Regions from separate parts of the Mus musculus genome. Here all the other regions are linked to region 1. Evidence: chromatin contacts called from public HiChIP or PLAC-seq data. All regions are on one chromosome and are shown on one strand. The core of a region is the stretch at or near the end of the contact, and the rest is flanking DNA. Distances in the headings are between cores, read along the strand shown.

Region 1 (2,911 bases), core at 107-2,606:
CCCAGCACTGGTGTGTCACACAGTACCCCAATAGGTTCAGAACTGACTGTCCACTTCCCACCTCAAACAGCCAGCAGAGCTCCGGGATGCAATGAGTTAAAGCACATCCGACTCCCAAGGGTGCTCACGGACAAGGCAGCGAGCATCATGCTTGCTCAGTGATTCATTTCAGGATGCACTGTGAGGCTAACATCTTTCCACTTCCAAGCAAGCCAGGCTCACGCCCACCTGCTTCCTCGGCTTCAGGAAGTTCCCTGGCTTCTCCGTGTGACCCTGCCTCCCACCAGCAATCTCGGGGACAACTCCCACCAAACTCCCACACAAATCAGGTGGAGAAACTGAGGCCCTGAGAGAGGAACTGAGAATCCCCAAGCCCATTTCACTAACTCTACAATGGCCTTTTCTTTTATAATATTATATAATCTAATTAGAGTTTTGTTGTTTTGTTTTGGAGGGGCGTTTGTTTTGTTTTGCTTTAGACAGGAATTGTTCTATTTGATATGTCACATTGGTTAGATAGGGATAGGAACTCTGCTAGACGGGTTTATATGCATCAGAACGAGTAAGTGGGGAAATTAAATTCGTTTAACTAAGGCCTGGGGATCTAGCCTACTGTACCTCCTATGCAGGAAGCCCTGGGTTCAATCCCATACTCGGACAGCCACCTTGATTGGATTCAAATGTTTATCACTAGATTCAAGAACCTTTGAAATCCAACTGCAGTTTGGGGATGTCTGAGCCCCCGTAGGACTGTATACGCAGAAGGCCTCCTTCTTTCCCTGGGCCCTGACTACAGAGACTTCCCAGTCATCTTTGTTCTAGACCTTATACACCGTTTAGGTCCTCAACCGGAAAAGTATGAGAGATACCACTTCAGAATCTAACATCTCAGCTACTTCCTCCTGAATGGCAAAGCCCTCACACGAAGCCACATGCTCCAACAGACACCCCCATCTTACTCACTGCAGGCGGAAGATGGCCGTCAGCCAAGGACAGCATCCCTGGAGACAGAGAACAGGTATTAGCATCCAGCACCCATGTCTTTGGGAGGCAGATACAATCACATCTTTGAGATCAAATCACCATTCCTCTTGGATCTGTGTAGAACAGGATTTTCCTTCACACATTTGGTGAGTTGACCCCCCCTAACTCTTATTCTTTGCAAGGCACAACCCCGTGGCAGGTGGGGTTTTAAAAAAAAGACACAACAGGAACCAGTCTAATGCATTAGAAAGCACCCAGCATAGGCCTTAGGGAGGGAAAGAAATGTGTGTAGGTTCCATGACCTCTCAGGTCCTACTGCTCCATAAAGCTAGCCTGTTACCAGTTGGGAAAGACAAATATTTGCTCATCACTCAGTCAACAGCTGACTAAGTACCTACCAGATATCTAGTGCTGGGGACAAGGCTATATGAGGCAGGATCCCTGCCCACATTTGGCTCAAAATCTAGCAGACACGTCAATAATTAACTCTTGTACAAGAACCATAACAGTAAGAGACAAGTTGCTGCCAAAGCCCAGGAGATCCACAGCCTGTTCTGCCTGGAAAGTCAATGGAGCCTTGCAGGGAGGGATCATTTAACCACTGTCTCCTTCTAGACACTTCCAAGTCCTCATGTTTCCATTCATATGGAGGGGAGCTTTCCCCAGAGCTGACCTCTCACAGATCACAGTGCTGTTAGTCACTAAACCAGGAGTGCAACCGCCTAGACCTCAATCAATCATTGCTACCAAGCTGCACCCTCGGCCCTTCGCGTCACAAAACCACCATCCATTGGATACCAACCAGCTCGTTTTCAAAGTCTTGTTGCCCTGAGGAGGAAGAGGACAGTCTCTGGAACCTGGCCTCACTGTAGGCACAAAAGGAAAAAAAAAAAAAAAAGATAAATAATTCTGAAATTAAAAAGGGTTGAATATACATGTCCAGTATTTGATCAAAGCTATTGACTCTCAGTTGTGGCAGCAAATATACACTACTTCAAAAAACATATGGAAGCACTGCCCATAAGCCCATATGGCATAAAACTCTGTGTTGTATGGGGCACTGCCCATAAGCCCATATGGCATAAAACTCTGTGTTGTATGGGCTATGCACAGAGGGACCATAGCTATGTGCACACCCCAGGGCCAGGGTATCAAGGGACCATAGCTATGTGCACACCTTCCAACCTCAGCACTAAACTGGTCCACCTACAGGAACTTCAGAGTGTTTACACCTGTTTATAGTACATTTCCTAGTACATCCAAATCAATGCGTAATGCTGCATTTTATCCTACCACAGTGACTGGAATGAAAGGTTATAGGGGCTTCATTCCAGAGAAACAGCCTGAGAAATAGTGGACACAGGGACACGAGGGAGCAGGGGGACAAGTCACCCATGCCCCCCCACGAAGTTGTTAAGGAAAAATACTTGCAAGCCTCATTATTGGAATGAACCCCCCTCAAAACACTTACATATGGGGCTGGAGAGAAGGCTCTGTGGTTGAGTACTGGCTGCTTTTCCAAAGGACCTGGGTTCAATTCCCAGCACCCACATGGTGACTCACAACCATCCGTAACTTCAGTTCCAGAGGACCCGACACCCTCTTGTGGCCTCTGCCAGCACCAAGCACGCATGTGGTACAGACATGCATGCATGCAAAACACCCATACATATAAAATAAAAAAACTGTAATGGGGGGACACCCCCTTCTCGGAGGGGAGGAGGAGGAGAAATGGGGGGAGGAGCTGCAGAGGGGTCTGGGAGGAGAGGAGGCTGATATTGGGATGTGGAATGAAGAAAGAAAGAAATAGAGAAAGAGAGAGAGAGAAAGAAGGGAGGGAGGGAGGGAAGGAGGGAAGGAGGGAAAGAGGGAAGGAAGGAAGGAAGGAAGGAAGGAAGGAAGGAAGGAAGGAAGGAAGGAAGGTGGG
Region 2 (2,911 bases), core at 300-2,799, 650 kb after region 1:
GCAGATTCTCTCTCCCCTCCCCTTTGGGAAGCATTTGTTTAGGAGAAGTGGGCTACATAAAGAGCTTGATCAGAACTCCAGGCCTATTGCCCATGGTTTTCTGGGTCCTGTCTTCCTCAACTACATCCTTAGAGAGGCAAGTTGGCTGCTAACCATATTTCAGGTTCAAATCTACAAACTACAGAGGCCCGACCAAAGGAGAGTGCTCCACCTCTATACACCCAATAAGATTCTCAAGATCTAACGGGGTCAGATGAAGTCATACATCTGCCTTCACTGATGGTTTGTCTGGGGTATGGGATAAGTATCTTTTATTATTATTATTATTATTATTATTATTATTATTATTATAGCTAGAGAAGAACAGAACTTGCAAGTGGCACTTGTCTCATAGATACCTATGGGTCAGTGAGTGTGCCCACGATTCTAGATTAAAAATTTGAGCATTGTTAAGAAGTATGCATAGAAGGGGAAAGTGAATGAACGGACACTCAACAACAGGAAAGGAAAGTTGTTTGGTGTGATGTATAGGGAAGAGAACTGTGACGTAAGCAGCTAATAGACCATCTCATTTAATTAGCACCATCTAGTCTCACTGATTCTCAACCACATTTCCTCCGTGCTTCCCCATCAACTAAGAGTGCTCAGAGCACAGGGTTTTCCAGAGGCCAAAATGTCTCATTTGCATCAGTGACAGGGTAGTCTCTCATCTATGAGTCAGACTAACATTAATTAACCTATTGAAAACAGGGTGTTCTGATAGAGTGTGAAATCAGATTACAAAGCCGGTACTACCCGTAGTGACTGAATCTAACCCGTGGTGCCTCTGCCTGGTTAGCTGTGACCCTAAGGGGTCACTTGCTGGCTTGCCAGCCAGTCTCCCCCAAAGGCCCCCTCCCTGCACTGCTGTGTTCCACTGGCCACCCCTTTCCTCTGTGTTCTTCATCTGGCTTTGCAAGTAAGGAAGCTGAGGTTCAGAGGGGACAGTGATCCTTGGGGTACACAAAGAGCTGGTTAGTTTAGCCCATCCTTATGTGACTACAAAGCCCCCCCCCATCATCCGTGGACCTCTCTCTACATTAACACCGTGTACCTGGATAAACTCCCAGCCCCCAGAAGCCCCTTCTTATCAACAGAAGTGTCATTTAATGAGCATTTGTGCTTAGGCACACAGGGACAGACTCAGGGTGGCATCAATGGCTTCCACCCCTTCACTTTGTCATTTGATTCTTTTGTCCCCTTGTTCCCAGGCTCCGGGTGTCCTTATATCCTTCATGTGTCCAGTACAATAGGGGAGCTATGAATCAGCAGAGATGTATCCTTTTTCAAAGCCAAATAAGGGACTGAGCCCTAAAACCAGCAATAAACCCAACAAGGTTTTATTAATTCAAACAGAGTGTAATCTGTAGTTGGAGGGTGTCTAGGGCCACATCAGCCTGTATGACTCTCAAAGGAAAAGGAAGGGAAAGCAGGGCTGCCCACCTCTGTTTATAGGGAACAATTGTTCTCCAGGTCCAAACCACATGTCCATAATAGGGAAGAAGAACGCCGCCCTATCAGGGAGTTTTTATTCTTAGGGCCGGAAAAGAGCGAAGGCTGCTTCTCTGGCCTGCAGTGTGTCAGCCTTGAACTTCCCATTCCCCCTCATCTCCTTAGCCCTGCCCCCCACCCCCAGCTCCTCAGCTTTGGCCTTGGCTTGCATAAAAATGTATTTCCCATCTTGACGCTGTTGTGATAAGCCACCACCTTTCATATGGATGAGATGAACAGGAAACCACAGAGCATGCAGTCAAAAGTCCTCGCTGTCCAGTGAAGTCAGGAGCTGCCTTTGTGAGACTTGAAGGGACGCCTTGAAGGGGCTCTGATCTCTAGGGCTGGTCTCTAGAGTCGCTGGAACCATAGGCACGACAGAGAGATGTGGCTGTGTCATTTCTGGGTGTGAAGAAAGTAAGAAGGAAGTCCTCTTGTTCCCCTGGAGCAGGGACAGCAGTGATACTCCGATACTCCGGTCTTGGTGGCTGCCCTTTGGGAGACGATTTGCTGCAGTTTTCACAGCAGGGAACCTTTGCCCAGGATTTGGGTGTGACTAGAACAGCATTCATGTTACATTCCTCTTGGGAAAGCTTGTCCTTAGAGCACAAGGCTGTGCTGCCTGCCTCCCCCATCAAACATTCCCTGTCTACCCCATCATGCCCACCATGGCCAGGAAAGCCACCTTGCAGGCCACAGGATCCACAGAGAAAAAATTTTGAATGTCTCATCAAAGACTTTGTAGAGTAGTCCCTGCAGACCAGGCTGGTTCCTGTGGACCAGCAGCCGTTTACCACACAGTCCGTCTTTCGTCAATGACTGTGTAAAGAGGCAGGGCTAGATTTGTAGACCGGGTGGTGTGTGCTTTCAGACTCTTCCCGTCTCCTGTGCAAAATGTGTGACTCCTTTCCACCGACATTTGGGACAATTCTGAGACATGGGTCTGTCTCCTGTCCTAATTGTCTATATAGCTTGTTTTTCCGGCCTGAGGATTGGACCTAGGGCTTGATACATGCAAGGGAGGTCTCTAGCATTGAGCTACAGCCCCACTGATTGTCTTATATATAAGACTGAAAGGCAAAGGTGGAAGGGAATCTTTCTGTTTTTGGAATAGGGCCTTACTAGGTAGTCCTGACTGATCTGGAACTCGCTATGTAGACCAGGCTGACCTTGAACTTGAGGGTGATCTTCCTGCCTCTTAAGTGCTGGGATTATAGGTTACAGCCCTATATACCTGACTCTGTGGAGTGTAATTATAACCAGCCTTTCTTAGTTATAACATTTATAGTGTAGAGCACTTGAAGGCATTACATAGTCTCTAGTGTAGCCTAATAGTGTAAGTTCAGATGAGACTTTGTCAATAAACGTCTAGATCTTTGCA
Region 3 (2,911 bases), core at 194-2,693, 570 kb before region 1:
CAAGGCTGGTGTGTGTGCACCCTGTGGTCTGCTTTGGAAAGGTGTGGACTTGGGTTCAGTGGTGGCCAATACGCATTCCCAAGCGTTTCCGAAGTAGCCGTGTGCACAGGCGTGTGTGGGGTTCATGTGAACACAGACAGGATGATTAAACAAGGGCGGAAGTCTAAGTGGAGGGCACATGAGAGAATTCTTTGTGCCATGTGACTGAAGCCTGAAATTATTTTAAAAAGAAACATTATTAGTGGCTCACATTAACAATGAAGGCGCCTTAAAAATTATTTTTTTTCCATTCAAACTGTTGCAATGAAGTCTCTAAACTGACAAACATCACGGGGGCTTTAGAATTAGGGTATAATGTGCTTCACTCTGCACCATTTTGACATCCTAAAAAATCCTTGATAATAAACCATAAAATTCTCCTGTCAGTCAAAGGATCATGGAGACTCGCTGCTGAAAGGGACTCAGAACAATAGGTGTAGCTTCTCTTTTTCTGGAATACCTTCCAGACTCTCATTTACAAATAATTGACACCAACTACAGCTTAAACAACAACAACAACAGAGGTTATAGTGCCCAGCAAACACCTAGCCGCCTATCACAGACGGCAGGCAGGAAGGGACACAATAAGACTTCATAGCATCACCCACCACCTGAACCCAGCCCTGCCACCATGCTGTGACCCAGGGAGCTGTGCGATCTGTCTCTGAGACCTTGTGTCCTGGGGTCTTGTTTGTTCCTCTCAGATCCTGGGGCTCTGCTCCCCAGGGCTGTCTCGCTCAGAGACTGATGGGAAGTTGTTTATTCTTGTGCCTTAAATTTACACAAGGCAGCAGCTACCTGGCCAACATGGCTCAGGTGGCTAGCTCAGGTCCAATAAACTCTTTTTGTTCTCCAAACTGGACCCTCTCTGCAGACAGATTAAGTGCAATTTCTGCGCATAATCGCCAAGGGGCTTGAGAGTCTAAAGCGTAAACATAAGCTATGAACCCCAGGGTGAAGACTCTGGTTAAGGGAAATTAGTTTGGTTGTTGCTGCTTGCTAGCTCCACCTCTCTCCACCCCTCTTAAGGAAGGCACAGGGAAGTGAGTCATGAGGCTCTGTACAATGTCTACCTGTGTTCATATCCCACTGGCACGCCTTACACCCTGACTGTAGCAGAATGCTCCTCGGATACAGGCAAAGCAACAGCAATTACGCTTTGTGTTTGATTTCCAATTGACGGCAGCAGCCACGTCTCTTCATTAACCATGCCTGCACACCCCTCAAAGCACGGTGCCCACCTGCAGTGGCAGCCAACAGTGTCTCCATGAATTGTTAAACTGTATCAATTGCTGCTGCTGCCTCCGCACTTGCCACCCACGTCATCCTCTTAAGCCTAGTGCAGATTCTAATCTCTCTTTCCTCCTGGATGCTTTGACATCAAAACCAAAACAACTTCTCAGCCTCTCTTTTCCAAGTCTCAAATAACCTTCTCCCACACCACCCTGAGCTGCATGCTTTGGTCAGGATTCTGAGTCACTAAAGCAAATAAGAAACAGAAATAGAACTCCAATTGACTTGAAAGAGAGAGACTTGCTAGCATATTGCCAAAGTATTAGCTTACAAATCTGAAACCGTCCCAAGGAACAGACCTGATGTTAGATAAGACTACACTCAGGGACTCAAACTAGGGCATCCAGACCAAACCCACAGCCAGCTCTCTTCTCTTCAATCCATGCCTTATTCAGACAGAACTGATCAACAGTGTGTTGACCTCCTGCCTCATCTGGTCCATATCCACCCTTTAGCATCCCTATCAGAGGCATCACCTCTCTGTTCTGATGGTTCGAGAAATGGAAGTCTCATATGCAGCCCAGAGCCAATCACCGTGGCTGGAGAGAGTAAGGGTACTCACTGGTCAGGCAGAGGTCACATGGGCACCTGGAAACAACTTCCTATCCTTGGAAGCGCCATCCATCCAACTAGAACTATGTGGGACGAGAGGTGGCTCCTCAGCAGAGCACCAGACCTCCTGGCCAGAGCGGGAGATAAGAGTATACGCTGAAGAGCAGGGTATATACTCTTATCTCAGTTTCTACTGCTATTTTCTTTTCCTCCATTTTCTTCCTGGAATTGTAGTTTTGTGATAGCTTTTGACACCCCAAAGCAGAGACAGCGACATTGGATCCCAGTACAGACCTTCTTCCAGCATTAGCCCTACTTTGTGTCAAGCATGTCTCAGAGGGATGATGCTAGAGTGGGAGTCCATCTTAACAATATAGGCGCCCATGGCACAGACAAGAACACAGATGGATTTGCCACTTTCATGTTACTGTTAGTGGGTTAATACCATCATGTTAGTGTTAGTAGGTTAATGCTATCATGTTACTGTTAGTGGGTTTGATTTATTACTTTGAAAGATAGCCCCGCCTACTATAAGTGGGCTTTATAGTTTGTGACTCAGGAAACAAGACCATCTGCTCATAATTAAAGATAATTAGAAGGAGTAGGAAAGTAAACTAGGATTTTTTTCTAGAATCTCACAAAAGAGATTCTCACATTCTACTCTTTTTTTTTTCCTCCTCAAACATCAGCCAATGATGTTGAGTTGAATCACTCCTTCTGAAAGCCTTAAAGGAAAATAACTCAACTTCCTTTCCCAACTCTATTAAATGCTATCACTCGCTCTGCCTGCTTATAATAGTATCCATTGAGCAAATGAGATAATGTGTGTCATGCCCTTTAAAAATTACAACTCAAAAGCAAGCGATAGGATTATTAAACAACAATTAAAGCCATTTACCAAGCAACCCAACAACTATTTATAAAATACACACTGTTTTCAAGCATCAGGGCATTTGCAAGGGCTATAGAACCAGCATGGCTTCTAAAGCAGTGCCTTACCAACAGACTATGCAAACCATTACAGCAG

Evidence for each region. HiChIP or PLAC-seq counts read pairs in DNA pulled down with a chosen protein or histone mark.
Region 2: a contact with region 1 is called in an HNF4G HiChIP or PLAC-seq map of pancreatic cancer cells. The contact joins two enhancer-like sites. A contact is called at or near these places in 2 of 39 promoter capture datasets (both in the C10 cell line), 1 of 115 datasets of contacts at active chromatin or transcription factors (pancreatic cancer cells) and 1 of 9 other capture datasets (pancreatic islet).
Region 3: a contact with region 1 is called in a FOXA1 HiChIP or PLAC-seq map of pancreatic cancer cells. The contact joins two enhancer-like sites. A contact is called at or near these places in 1 of 39 promoter capture datasets (pre-B cells), 1 of 115 datasets of contacts at active chromatin or transcription factors (pancreatic cancer cells) and 1 of 9 other capture datasets (embryonic stem cells).

The regions. Positions count from the first base shown.
Region 1 is chr1:180,951,071-180,953,981 of GRCm38.p6, reverse strand. Tmem63a (transmembrane protein 63a) reads right to left here. Exons shown (of 23, transcript NM_144794.2): 4 at 1,787-1,850; 5 at 964-1,001. Among named protein-coding and RNA genes, the nearest start is that of Tmem63a, 10 kb to the right of the region's middle. Within about 2 kb of position 1,356, at least 43 of the 459 cell types and tissues checked have an H3K27ac peak or open chromatin away from gene starts, as enhancers often do. A contact at or near this core is called in pancreatic cancer cells, where this site is marked.
Region 2 is chr1:180,301,594-180,304,504 of GRCm38.p6, reverse strand. It overlaps Gm39713 (a long non-coding RNA gene), which reads left to right. Exons shown (of 4, transcript XR_865777.2): 4 at 1,251-1,303. Among named protein-coding and RNA genes, the nearest start is that of Gm39713, 6.0 kb to the left of the region's middle. Within about 2 kb of position 1,549, at least 74 of the 459 cell types and tissues checked have an H3K27ac peak or open chromatin away from gene starts, as enhancers often do. A contact at or near this core is called in pancreatic cancer cells, where this site is marked.
Region 3 is chr1:181,520,078-181,522,988 of GRCm38.p6, reverse strand. No RefSeq gene overlaps it. Among named protein-coding and RNA genes, the nearest start is that of Ccdc121, 10 kb to the right of the region's middle. Within about 2 kb of position 1,443, at least 47 of the 459 cell types and tissues checked have an H3K27ac peak or open chromatin away from gene starts, as enhancers often do. A contact at or near this core is called in pancreatic cancer cells, where this site is marked.